2 separate regions of the Hordeum vulgare genome follow, and region 1 is linked to region 2. The links are chromatin contacts, called in public Hi-C maps. All regions are on one chromosome and are shown on one strand. The core of a region is the stretch at or near the end of the contact, and the rest is flanking DNA. Distances in the headings are between cores, read along the strand shown. Region 1 holds the start of LOC123395893 (IQ domain-containing protein IQM3-like). Region 2 holds the start of LOC123452635 (RING-H2 finger protein ATL67-like).

The links. A called contact is a pair of places that touch in the nucleus more often than the background predicts.
Region 1: a Hi-C map of leaf shows a contact between it and region 2, with 4 times the contacts expected there. The contact joins the promoter of LOC123395893 here to the promoter of LOC123452635 in region 2. A contact is called at or near these places in 2 of 6 Hi-C or Micro-C datasets (leaf and seedling).

The regions. Positions count from the first base shown.
Region 1 is chr5H:285,827,322-285,834,692 of MorexV3_pseudomolecules_assembly, forward strand. It overlaps LOC123395893 (IQ domain-containing protein IQM3-like), which reads right to left and starts at 1,834. Exons shown (of 9, transcript XM_045090921.1): 1 at 1,409-1,834; 2 at 945-1,059; 3 at 738-803; 4 at 412-500; 5 at 177-264. The coding sequence starts at 1,620.
Region 2 is chr5H:284,925,920-284,932,952 of MorexV3_pseudomolecules_assembly, forward strand. It overlaps LOC123452635 (RING-H2 finger protein ATL67-like), which reads right to left and starts at 3,849. Exons shown (of 2, transcript XM_045129333.1): 1 at 3,217-3,849; 2 at 574-1,252. The coding sequence starts at 3,545. The coding sequence ends at 841.

The DNA of each region.
Region 1 (7,371 bases), core at 584-3,083, 900 kb after region 2:
AAATAGATATACTTACAAACTAAATAATGTATTGACTATTGTTCTTAACTCCTTTATCAATTGATCCACATATTATTTAGCACTCTGAAGTTCTAATGCAGCTCTCAGTGAAATATTTTCAGTAAGAACGGTATCGTTCCAAATAAAGATAGCATCCATTATGCAAATGATCTTACTGGACCAAGATATCTTATGCATTGCTTTTTCAGCAGAGCCCTTGAGCATTCTGGAAGCTCTACATCTTTTCCCTCACCAATATCGAGCCTGAATATGCAAAAAGAAAAGGACCTATCAATTTTCGTGCAAAATCGATCAGACTTATCTCGCAGGAAAATGACAGCTACATATTGATTGCTTCATTTCATTTGAACAACCAAATTTTGATATACACAATGGCAGTCATTTCCTTACCAGTAGAAGAACGGCTGGCCAGCCTGGGTCTGGGACCAGGCATCATAGTAGAAATGCAGGTTGTGCCCGTACCTATGCCTTGGATCAATCTACAAGATGGCAGATGGATTTCAAAATTTTGCAAGCCGAAGTCCAAGTCAACCGTGAAAGCTGTAGAGCTTTTATCATGGATGTTCGCAGCTAACGGAAAGTCCAAGTCAACTGATACTGCGAAGCTGATTCTTTTCACACTCATTTGGAGAGCGGAGAAAGGCAACGAATACAACACTAGTACTACTAAAATTAGATTAAAATCAGTAGTTGATGTGTAGGATTTCTGTACTCACAGCCTCGATCCAGTGCTGGAAAGCCAGCTTAAGAGCCTTAGCATCCTTGGATAAACCCTGACCCACCTGCATCAAGCTCATGAACATGTGTTGGAGTTAAAATCGAGGAGAATTCCAGTCAAAAGAATCATTCTCTTGTGAGGGGAAAGGCCATGGTGAGCTGCCTTGCGCTGGCGATTGATGCGGGGAAAGGGAAAGCGGCAAGACCTTGGATGCATTGAGGCTGACGCGGTTCCAGCGCGAGGCGGCGGTCTCCGGCTCCGGGCCATCGTAGAAGGAGACGGTGCTGTGGTTTAGCCGCGCGAAGTCCAGCGCTTGCCACCTTCATTCAATCCAAACAAAAAAAAAAAAACAGTTTGATTTTCAGCACCCGTAACCATCATCAAGACAAATCAATGATGCAGAGGCCGGAGGCCTCCTTTCCAAAAAAAAATAAAAAAAAATCAGGACGAAGCAAATCAGGCATTGCCGACACCAAAATCAGCGTCTCACGGGAGGGCAACAACTAACAAGCAAGAAAAGGGCAGCAATAAGCGCAGAATCCCAAGAAAGACGGGTTTGGACGATTTTCTTTGCCAAAATTGTCAGACGACCAAATGGGAGAAAGGAAACAGGCACGGTGGTGATGTTATCTTTTTTTTTTTGTGTGTGTGTAGGAAGGATCTGTTTACCAGAGCTCCTCGACGACGACGGCGGAGTCGGCAAGCTTGCGCCTGGTCCGGTAGCTCCGGTAGACCTTCTGCACCTTGGTCGCCGCGCCATTCGCGCTGCCTCCAGCCGCCGGCGACGGCGAGGAGGCCTCCGTGTGATTCGGCTCCCGCGCGGCAGAGCCCACGCGGTCCAGCCCGGCCGCCGGAGTAGGCATCGCAGTCTCCACCTCCATCTATCAAGGTAATGGTGGACTAATGGTTGTAGTCTTATCAAGCAGGAGGAAGGGGGAGGAGGAGGAGGCGGCAGCAGCAGCAGGAATTTAAGGTGTAACACGAGAGGTTGTTGGAGAATAATTTAATTTAATGCGCTCATTGAGTTACTAGTGTAGGAGTAGTATTCTCTCCTGCTGGCGGGAACTACGGGCAGCGTACAGAAAGATTTCCCGGCAACAACAGAAAGAAAAAGAGAGGGCAGAAATGTTATGTTATTCAGCCTGCCGAGTAGGCGTGGCATGCGAGTGTGTGTATGCCAAGGTCCACGGTGACGTGGATTGCCGGTCATGACGGGCTGCATGCCGACGCGGTCGCCGATAGTGTGTGGTATCGACCGCCGGGTCGGGTCGTGTCCACCGTGCGTTTCCTATAGGAGCCGCACATAGATACTCCGGTGTATTTCCAGAATTCCTGTCCATACAACTCACACGTCTCCTCAGGTGCACGCTGCATGCAAATGTATGTGATTCTAGAGCAGCACATACGTCTATTTCCAAACGCATTTATGGTCCGCTACTACTGGTAGCTTTCCTGAATAGGAATTCACTCCAAAGGACAGCGATTTCGTTTCTTTTTTGTCTGTTTGAATCGGTTAGGCGGACACGAACGTTTGCTTTCGCAAATGGATCGGCTCGTGCGCACAACGCTGACCGGACCTCTTTTTTGTCTAAAAAAAAGACATAATACATAATTAAACATTAGAAACCGGTCACGAAGGCCGGCGATAGTTCACGCGTCGCGTTCACATTACATTAAATAAAAATAAAATAAAAAACTAAAACTGCGTCCATGTAGCCCTAGGCGTCATCGTCGTCGTCGTCGGGGCCGGTGAGGTCGACCAACGTTGGTGCAGGGGCGGCCCATGGGAACGTCGAGTTCCAGAGCGTAGCTGCCTGCGCCTCCGTTGTCTGCCCCGCCGGCGCGGGATGTGGTGGTGGCGGTGGCAGCGCAGCAGCACGAGCACACTCCTCCTCCTCCGCCTCCCGTCGTTCCTCCTCCTCCTCCTTCTCCAGCTCCATGAGCCGCAGGCCTTCGACGCGCTCCGCCTGCAGGTGCACCGACCTCCAATGCTCGAGGCAGGCCTGCTCCTGCAGCAGGGACGCGCCCCAGCCAGATGGGCGGCGCGCTGACGAACTCCTGGACGACACCGGTCCACTGGTAGACCTCCCGCGGCAGCACGGGCTCGGGCTCCGGTGGAGGTGGCACGACGCAGTCGCAGGCAGCCGACAGTGCCATGGCCTCCGCGACCTGTTGCTGGTACGCCGTCTCCTCTTCGACCATGCGTCAGGCTTCTTCCTCGCTGTCGCGGAGGACACCAGCGAGCGCCGCCTGGTAGGCGGCCTCAGCCTCTTGGTCCTCGTCGTCGACGATAGGCGGGGGCGGCGGAGGGCCTCCTGGTTGCACTTGGCGCACACCACGGCGGCGTTGCTTCTCGTGCTCCACCGCGAACCACACCTCCCAGTTAGGGGAGTCGGCCGCGTATGTGGGGTCTCGTCGCTGCTCTGCCGTCAGCAGACACCGTCGCTTGGTCACCTCCTCCGCATGCAGCCGCGTCGACCGCGACACGCCCGGCACCGGAATCCTCTCCGGATCCAGATGCTAGCCGTGCGGCAGCGTGACGTCGGGGGTAAGGAAGTGCACGTGTTGCTCCTAGTGCCACCGCACTTGGTGCACCGGGACGCTCACGCGCTGGCGAGGCCGGTGGGAAGACGACGGCGGGGAGGTGGCGCGGGGGAAGAGCGGGGCCTTGCCCTTGTTTGGGAAGCCGTCGGCCATGGTGGGCTAGGGTTTCGGTCCCTTGGTCGCCGAGGAGGTGGCGAGATGGGGACGGGGGTGGGTTTTGGCAGCAGATGGCGGAACCCACCGAACGCTCGGATTAAAAAAGGCCAGCCGCGGTCGCCGACGCGTGGGCCCGAGGATGGCGACCGTCATAAATTATGTTGACCGCGGTGGTTGGGGGCGGACACCGAGGGGGCATGCGCGCGTCCGCGCCGACGCATTTCAGTCCCAAATTTGGGCGAGAAATGGATCGGCGCGGACGCGAAGCGAACGCGTTTTGGCAATGGATCGGCGCGTTGGGCCATCATTTTTGTCCGCGCCGACCCAAACGGACGGCGACGGACGAAATGGGTCGCCCCATTGGAGTTGCTCTTATTACTCTTTAAGGGTTGAAATTCACATTATTGCTTTACCTACTACCCCGTGGTACTCGTGGCAGCTGGCTTCGTGCCCGCATCCTTTTGTGCCATAGGTATGTGCCAATGCATCATCTCTTAGCACGTAATCATACACATAATAAAAACATAAAAAACAACTTATATAATGCATTGTATCTTATATATGTGGTGTATTAAAATTTAATGATTTATGACTTCTCCATGCATGTGATTGGGTTAGCATCTCTTTTTTGCCTATGGTCACGTGCTAAAGTTGTATGTTAGCTAAGATACAATCTTACTATCTCTCTTCATTAAATATAGTGTCACATAAGTAAAATGCCTATGAAACCATGCTAAGAGACTTGCATTGGCACATGCCTTAGTCTAGCCATAACGGGGTAACATAACTATTATCATATTCTTAGAACTAGCAAACATGCCGATGTGTCATATAATATTGTTATTTTGCTTGATTTGTTTTAGGACCGATTTTTATTTCCTTGTGCTAAAAACCGTAGTATGTCCGGTCCGTTTCTTTTATTTTCTTCATATAAAAATTGGTGCGCACACAAGAGGATTTGATCCTTGTACCCCTCATGAGGTAACTCAACTAGCCAACCAGCTCATCTATGTTCCTTTTTCTTGACAAAACGAAACCAAATAGGTTATTTAACTTGTCTCCTCTTCTATGTTTGCACAAAAGTTAACACAATGTCCAATCTTTTCCACACTTAAGTAGACTATTTTTTACCAACTCATCTAGAGTCGATAGCACCGTGGTAATTTTAGTGATCAGGGGGATACACCCCGGTCACTTTTGTGTGAATATCAGGGTAACTCGCATATCACAAACCTGATAAACTTATATAACCCAGTCTTGATAACTTTGGCGTGGGGGTGGGGGTTGATGAAATATCTTCGGGTAACTTTGGTGTGAATAGCATGGTAACTCACACATTTGTGACGTGATAACTTATGCAGCCCAGTCCTAGTAACTTTGACGAAGAGAGTTGATGAAATATACCTCTGATAATTTTTATGTGAATATCACGGTAACTCACACATCACTAAAAACTTATGTACCTCGGTCTTGGTAAATTTGGCGACCGGGTGGAGGGAGGCACGTTGATGAAATACCCTCGGTTAATTTTTGTGTGAATAGCTTGATAACTCACACATCGCATACCTAATAATTTCTGATAGAAAATATGTTGGAACAAATCTTGATGTTAGTAGTTTCCATATTTGTAGTTTTATAGCCTGAAAAATCATGCTGAAGCTGAGAATTGAAGTCAAGAATTCAATATTGAGATCTTAACACACTAGCCAACTCACCCACTACATGGCTCCTCACAAGTTCAAATAAAGTACCACTTTTTTGACCATGCAAACCACAAAAGTTATTGAAACATACCCCCGGTAACTTGAGTGTAATCAAGATGTTAACTTACGCACAACTAACCTGATAACTTACATATAAACACACTGATAACTTTTCACCTTGGACGAAAAGTTCTAGAAATATCCCCTCATAACCTAGTGACAATAGCATGGTAATTTACGCACCAGCCACGCGATAACTTACATACAACACATTGATAACTCTTTACACATGGGAAAACGTTACTGAAACATGTCCCGGTAACTTCTGTGTAAATAGCATGGTCATTTATGCATCGAGGACCTTATAACTTACGTTCAACCACCATGTTAATTTTGACTTTGAGGAAAAACATTGAAATATAACTCCTCCAGTAACTTTCATTTAAATTTATGACAATTTTATGCATCACAGACCTGATATCTTACGTTTAAACATCATGGTTTCTTTCATCCAAGGGAAAAAGTTTTTGGAAACATTTCACTAGTAATTTTTGTGTTAAATTACCATACTTCCCCATGCTTTAACCTTCTCATATTGTAGTTACCAGCCTTATTATGGTATAATTATCATGTTGCTCATACTATATTTATCACGCTGGTCATGCCAAAGTTACCAAACCAATCTTTTTTTCCTGAAATGGCAGAAATAAGAAAAGTTCAAATAACATTGCTTATCTATAATAGACATCAACAAAAGATGGCTTAGTTGATTATCAGGCTCAATAACTATCCATATACCTCGGTTTGAATCCTCTTTCAATTAAAGCACTTTTATTTTTATCATATTATGCAGCAAAAAACCAGAAAAAACCACTAGGGATTTACTACGTTTTTGAGAGAAGGAAAAAAATCAGTGCAAGTGAGCATGGGATGATAGCGATCACGAATGAAGAAATCGTGTGGATCTGTCGCTAACCTCTCGTCGACTGGAAGTTAGCACAATCCTATAATTAAAGAAGAGAGAGAAGGTTAAAGTAACATACGTAGATACCGTATCATGTTAAGCGCTACGCTTCTATGTGTCATGCATGTTAATAAATAAGATCATCTATGAATACTAGTTTATGATACTATACACTATAAAGGTAGTATCATATGCATGATACTATTATATGATACTCCCCACTATGAATAGCCTTAGCAAACATATACAACCGGAACTTGCAACCGAAACTTGCAAATCCGGCCCCTGAATCGTCCACGGACGCATCCGGTCAGTGACAGAACGTATCCGTTTTGAACTCTTACTTTTTCATTTGTGCAGTCGCGCCTCTCATATTTTTTCTCATATGTTCGACCACTTGCACATAATTGGTGGAGAGGAAAAGAAAGAGAAAAGGAGAAAAAGAATGAATAAAAAAAGAAAAAGTAGTCTGAGGTGGGATCGCGTCATACGTGGCGGACTGATCGGGCTTGCCAGGGCATGTCCTCGAGCCCTCATATCGTCTCCATATTTGAGATGGATATGAGGGGTGCTGGTCAGTCCGGGTGTTTGAGATATGTATGAGGGATTTGGCTGGATCAATTTTTTATGACCGGTCAGTGATCGGGCGAGCTGCCCGGACGTTCGAAGCGGGTTTGAGGGGTCCAGTTGTAGATGCTCTAAGAGCATATACAACTGAGCTCCTAGAATGCCTTCTGTATGTCCCTCGTAAAATCGGGATGCTGATGTTTTTTTTAAACTGGTTCTATATGTTTAGATTGATCCGCACCCACATCCAACACATATCAAGGGCGGATATAAAATGAGCGGACATGTCTTAAAATGTACTTCACGTCAGATTCGACATACAAGACCCACCATAAATTTCAGCGAATCCATCCTCCCCCAACTTAGTCGGGCCAGCCTTTTTTCTCTCTTCTCTTCTCTCTCGTTTGCGTCGGCCCTTCCCTAGCCACATTTCCACCCCTAGATTCGGCGTCATCCTGACCCCTCGACGGTGCCACCATGATATATCCACACGAGTGTCGTCGCGTGGATGCCATCATGGTAGGTCTCTCTCTCTCTCTCGTCTCAGATTACACTTGCCCTTTATGCGTTCGATAAAATATGTGAGCTATTTTTTTGGATTATTTTGTAGGAAAAAATATGGATATAGGGCTCCTTTAATTCAAAGGAATTCTATAAGATTTTTGAAGGATTGAAATCCCTTAGAATTTTTCCTACGT
Region 2 (7,033 bases), core at 2,599-5,098:
TTTTCTTCTTCTTGGCAGCACACTTGTAGCTGTAGACAATGTCTCTGCTGTTGGTCTTGACTCTTGAGCACACTGTTAGATCTACCACGAGCCATGAGTGGGCCCCACTGGCCCGACATCGGTGTGTCAGGGCCCACAGGGGTCTCCTTTCGGAACAAGTATCATCATTCTGGACTCTGGAGTTAGATGTTGTGATCCCGAATTCTGGATCAGAATCATGCAGCATTGTACTGGTTCCAGTTCCCTGCAGTGCAGGTCAGTTAACCTCAAACCAGCCAATTGCAATTGGGTCACTTAACCATGGTCACTGAAGCAAGCAGCATGCTGCTGCTTCCAAGTGGATGCAAACAGTACACCAGCTAATCTTTATGCTGTTCATGAAAGAATTATCTTATGGATGCATGAGCACGACATTGTCAACATGTTTGTTAGCTCATCAGTTCATCTGCATTAAGACAGTCATCTCAACCAACAAATCAAGATGCCCTACCCATCCTGTTTGATGACAGCATTGGTACATGCAATGCACTGATGATGATGTTCCTACAACAATTCTCAGTGGGCTACCATAGATGGATATAATGGACTGTTTTCAGTGAAATTATCGAGCAAATGTGTGGCTTTTCGACAAGAAACCCAAAGATTTCTCATATTTACATCGAACCCGCGGAAATCTAACCTATAACAGACATCCACATGGGCAGATGTTTCCAGGTTTACAGGTTGTTCACCGCACCGTGCAACACACGGCACAAAAGAAACTCCAAACAGCTACTTGCTGGGGGCTTAGCTGGGCAGATCACGACCTGCTGGGAATACAAGGACTCTCCATGTGCTGTTTTACTGTTTCGTTGTTATTTCGCCAGGAGAGGTAACCTCAGACAACGTCAAGTTGTTTGGCCCATCCAAGGATGGACCGGGTACTGTCCGATTCGCCTGGTCGGGTTCGCTTTGAAGAACCTCCGATGGCCTTGGCGAATGCCCCGTGCCGACAAACAGGCAATGACACGGATCCGATATGGATGCTTCGGGGGAATAAGGAGGTATAGGTATTGGTATCACCACTGCACTTGGTAAAGGAGGCGCAATATGCTTGATATCAGGATAGTCAGACAGTGAAATTCTACAGACTGGGCACGTTGAGTGCTGCTTTAGCCAAGCATCTATGCACACCATATGGAAATTGTGGCCACAGTAAGGAAGAGTGCGGAGCACATCTTTGTCCTCGTATTCTGCAAGACAAACAACACACCTGCGAGAGAAGACACGAACAGCTCAGAGTTTATATTTTGGTGTAACCAGGAACAATTGCTACAAAAAATAAGCACAGGAAAAAATGGAAATACAGAATATAACACACCAACACATGCACACACTATCAAGTAATGAGCTTTTGTATAAATAAAAATATACTAGCTCAGCAAAGCAATAAAGTATGAAGGACAAATCTGAAAATGATCAACTAGTGATGCGTAGATAAAAAGAGGCAGGCTATTTCGATAGCTCAGTTTTTTTTGGAGTTTTAGGAGAATACTGTGTTTTCTTAGAAACCACGGTTTTAAATACGTCAATGTGTTTGGCATCAACAAATACAACAGATTCATAAACCGCAGTATCTCAACTACTGTATATTTTTGGTACTGTTTGAAAAAGAGATTTCTACCTCACTTTTTTTCTAAACCAAACCGAGAAAAACTGCAGTTTTTAGAAACTGAAGTATTCATTGCCCATACAATGGAATACTAAGCTTAGATTATTACGATTTTGGAAAAACTGTGCTGCCAAAAACTAGCTGGGAAACTGGATGGGATGTTTGGTGTTTGTTTCAAGATACTAAACACAAAGGTGAATCACACAATTGGTGCAAGTAATTCCCATAATATTATTATCCCTCCATCCCAAAATAAGTGTCTTAACTTTGTACCAGATCTAGTACAAAGTTGTACTAAGCTTGAGACACTTATTTTGGACGGAGGGAGTATGTTATTACAACCATTGTACTCATATATTGGTTGTAATAACATCTTATATTATGGGACGGAGGTAGTAGTAAATGATGTGCATCCAGCGAAAGACTTGTTCAACTAACAGTGAAGGACTAGATCGGACATCAGACAACCAAGCCAGTCCTAGCCTCCCTCTAATTAAGCATATGTGAGTACTCACAATATACTCCTTAATTGTGATGCACCATTATTCTTCAGTACTGTATGATTTTATTCAGGAGCAGCTCAAAGATATTTGTATTTCAGTTAGATGTTATTAACCAAGTTGTCTTATCTGTCCAATGAAAATGAAATCTTGGGGACCTAATGGTTCAATAGTCAATCCCAGTTAAACACCGTAACCAGGACTCTGGTACTAAAAAGGTCACATGTTTTTTCTTAGGCACCAACATGCTGAAGGACATTTCCTATGGTACTAACAGAATCTAAAAACACTCTCAAGGACAGCTTCACTTCTACAAGAGGGGATCCATCTCAAATACTCACACTGAGAAGTGGTTAGAAGAATGCAAATACTTGCCAAAGGTTACTGAGGACAATGGTGGGTAGTATATACCTAGGATAACTATCCTTTTAGGCAGTATGTTTATAACAACTAACGCCGGGCAAAGCTCAACAATTCTTTATCCACATAATATAGTCTATGGTAAAGTTGTTAAGAAACACCAAATTCATGTTAGCTAATGATGCGTTAGCAACTTGCATCATTGAGCAAGTTGGAACTGAAGCATGGGATTTCACAGTCCCAGTCCCACCTTGGTACTAATATTAGAAGTCTAACCAAAAAGTATTTGGCATGTATGTATGTGAGGATTCAGTGCTCACAGCACTAGTATCCAAAAGAACCCAACTAGACAGTGACAATGACACTAATCCTTGCCTTACAATAATGATGGTGAGATCCCTCTTTCGGCACTCATCAGTGAGTGCGCCCTCACAGATACAAGCTCATAATTGCAGCGCTGGTCGCCCTAAATCAGTGCCTAAGGATCAACTAAAACTTGCACGACCGAGACACACAATCCCATCGGAAGTGCAATTCCAGTGAATACGAGGGATATACTGACTAAACGGCGCTACACAGTGGAGTAGGAGTAGATTCCAAGTTTAGAGTTTAGACGGCAGGCAACGCAAGGAAGCGCATGGCACGGGGACAGATTGGAATCGGCGATTGGACGGAGCAAAGGCAGATCGAGGAGCAGCCACTTACTGCGGGGCCGCGTCGGAGGAGTCGGAGTCTGAGGAGGGCGATGCAGCTGAGAAGGCGCGGGTGGGGAAGGAGGCGACGGCGGCCAGGTCAAGCCCCCCGGCGCCGGGGCCGGCCGCTGGCTGCCCCCCCAGGCGGTCGACCTGGACGGCGAAGAAGTAGTTGGCGGCGAGGGGCGGGAAGCCCGGCGGGAGCGGCGAGGCCCGGGAGCGGCGCCGACGGCGGCGCACGAGCGCGCAGACGAGCCTGGAGCAGACGAAGAGTATGAAGAGCACGCTGACGCAGAAGCCGAGCAGCGTGAGCACCATGCTCGTGGACACCCCCGACGCCATGGCTGGCGGCGGATGGGAGCGCGAGCGTGGGCGCTGCCTCTCCCCCTCCCCTTCTCTGTTCTCCCCCTCGCTGGTGTGGTGTGGTGTGGTGTGGTTTGTGTTAATAGAATGGGATCTGCGTCTGCTGCGCACTCACGCCGTTGCGCTCGCATTTAGGAAGTTGTTGCGTGTCGCGTGGATTTTTATCCGTCGGGAACGGGATGCGGTGCGGTGGTGGGGGCGGATCGGTGGCCTTCATCAAGGAAAGGAAGGAAGGAAGGGTGTGTGGCTGCAGCGGGCGGGGCCGTGACCCTCCCACCACCGGGCGCGCACTACGGACGGCGGCAGCAGATAGATAGATACGAATAGGACGGATTTGCGAGCGACGGATGGGCGGAGCGGCGCAAAAGGGAAAGATACCGTGTCGACTTGAGTACGCAGGGCGAGGCGGGAGATAGATGATGAGGCGTGAGGTTCCAAGCCACGCAGCGGGTCAGCGACGGAACCCATGGCTGGGCCGAGCAGCGAGTCAGCAAAAAAAAGATTGACAAGGATTTTTCACAAAAAGGTGGGTGGACTTGAGTACGCAGGGCGAGGCGGGAGATAGATGATGAGGCGTGAGGTTCCAAGCCACGCAGCGGGTCAGCGACGGAACCCATGGCTGGGCCGAGCAGCGAGTCAGCAAAAAAAAGATTGACAAGGATTTTTCACAAAAAGGTGGGTGGAGATGCGGGGTATCGATCCCCGTGCCTCTCGCATGCTAAGCGAGCAATCTACCATCTGAGCTACGTCCCCGAACGAGTTCCTGTTTCATTCTGAACTTAATTGTAGTCTCCTACTCCCGTGAGCCCAAGCGTGCTGACGTCGTACTGGCCATCCTTCTTCAGAAATTAAGCGCGATCTGACTTCTGTTGTAAAAAAAAAATCATTGTTATAGTCTATTAGTGTATGGTAAGACAAGCTACCGCCATAGTGAGTGACGGTGGAAATTAGTCAACGTTAAACCGGTGTCTGTTAAATGTTGAAAAGTAATAGAGGATTGGTGGAATGGTTGTTTTATTGCTTGAGCCTCATGGACATATATATATATATAAGTACAATGATCAACTTAGAGTACAAGGCAAGGTAAGACAATTCCTAGTCTATCTCATATTTTCTAATAATCAATATACTCAAGATCCCCCTGAAGTCACAGCGGTAGCGACGCAGACGGTGAGACTGAAGAAGAATCCGAAGATAAGCCGAGGGACATCCCCCCACAGTCGTAATGGTCGAGGCATCATGGAAGTTGTAGCTGGAGTGGATACCGACGAGGTTTCTCAAGCAAGGCGGTAGCCCTTTGTGCCGATGTCGAGGTAGCCGAGAGCGTAGTATGGTGTAGCCGCGGTCGAGGTAGCAGTGCAAAGAACGTCGTGGTCGATGTCGAGTCGGGGTAACCGGTGTCGAGGAAGTCGCCGTGAAGCCCTGGCGCAAGGAGGCGCCGAGTTAGGGGTGGATGTAGTGGTGTCAAAGTAGTGATGTGTCGAGAAGGAGACGTAGTTGACGACGCGTCGTGCCGGGTTTGCCAAGCCCGGGAACACATCGTGGACGAAGGCATGCATCGATGTTGCCATCACCGCGCATGCGTAGACGAACGAAGTCGATATTAGTGATGCTCCGCGCTAGGCTTGCCAGGCCTAGGAGCACATCGGGGACGAAGGCACACGTCAGTGTTGCCAGCACCGGGCATGTGGAGACGGGGACCAGCGAACAACCTGCACGCCATGTCGAGAGGATATCAGAGAACGACTCAACGACGGTTGCGGTGCAAATCGGCGGGGGTCCATGTTGCCCGCATTGGTCGGAGTAGATGAAGTGGTTGGGGAAGACGACGGCGACGCTGGCGATGAGCTGCTGCTGAACGAAGATGAAGGAGCTGGACGGGCGATGCGGCTCGGGTGAGCAAGTTGCAGCAGTGCCAAAGGAGAGCGGCGGTGCTGGCCTGATGGCGGCGGCGGCGGCTGGTTAGGAGCGCGGCGGCGATGCTCGAAGTAGGCGAGGAAGAGCCCGACAGCATGACGAAGACCGGCGCGGACGATGGCGTTCCCGCGCCGAAAGAGACGACGCGGCGCATACCACAGGAAGTCGACGCGCGGGGACGGCGGAGTGGACCGCGTGCCACATTGCTACGACCCGAAGGGGCGACGAAGCGGCAACGTGCGGGTCGGGGCGACAGCGGGAAGACCTCGGGGTGGCGGCGTAGGCCGCATGCCGCAATGCTACGACCCGAAGGGGCGACGCAGCGGTGGTGCACAGGTCAGTGCAGCCACACGGAAGGCCTCGAGCGACGGCCACGACCGCGTGCCGCTACACTACAACCCGAAGGGATGGTGTAGCGGTGGCTCGCGGGTCGGGGAAACCGCTGGGAGAACCACTGGGTGATGGCACTGCAGCCCTATGGGGCAACGCAGCGGCAGACAGTTGCTCGATCAGTGGAGGGGCACGCTATACTCGGGACAGCCTTCACAAGACCCGCGGAGGCGCATGCAACCGACTTGATCAGGTCAGCTGCATGGCGAGGATGGAGTCGATCGTGGCGGGCGGGTGATCAATCCGATCGCACGCGAGGTTGGGGCGTTGCTCGATGATGATGACGGCGTCATGGACGATGATGTGGGGTGGCCGAGCAAACTAAGGCAACGACGGCCAACGGGGAACTGTTGGAAATATTCCCTAGAGGCAATGATAAAATAGTTATTATTATATTTTCTGTTTCAAGATAATTGTTTGTTATCCATGCTATTATTGTATTGAATGAAAACATAGATACATGTGTGGATACATAGACAAAACAATGTCCCTAGCAAGCCTCTAGTTGGCTAGCCAGTTGATCAAGGATGGTTAAGGTTTTCTGACCATATGCAAGTGTTGACACTTGATAATTGGATCACATCATGAGGAGAATCATGTGATGGACTAGACCCAAACTATGAACGTAGCATGTGATCGTGTCATTTTATTGCTATTGTTTTCTGCGTGTCAAGTATTCATTCCTATGACCATGAGATCATATAACTCACTGACACCGGGAGGAATACCTTGTGTGTATCAAACGTCGCAACGTAACTGGGTGACTATAAAGGTACTCTACAGGTATCTCCGAAGGTGTCCGTTGAGTTAGTATGGATCAAGACTGGGATTTGTCACTCCGTGTGACGGAGAGGTATCTTGGGGCCCACTCGGTAATACAACATCACAAACAAGCCTTGCAAGCAATGTGACTCAAGTGTAAGTCACAGGATCTTGTATTACGGAACGAGTAAAGAGACTTACCGGTAACGAGATTGAAATAGGTATACGGATACCGACGATCGAATCTCGGGCAAGTAACATATCGAAGGACAAAGGGAATGACATACGTGATTATGTGAATCCTTGACACAGAGGTTCAACCGATAAGATCTTCGTAGAATATGTAGGATCCAATATGGAGATCCAGGTCCCGCTATTGGATATTGACCAAGGAGTGT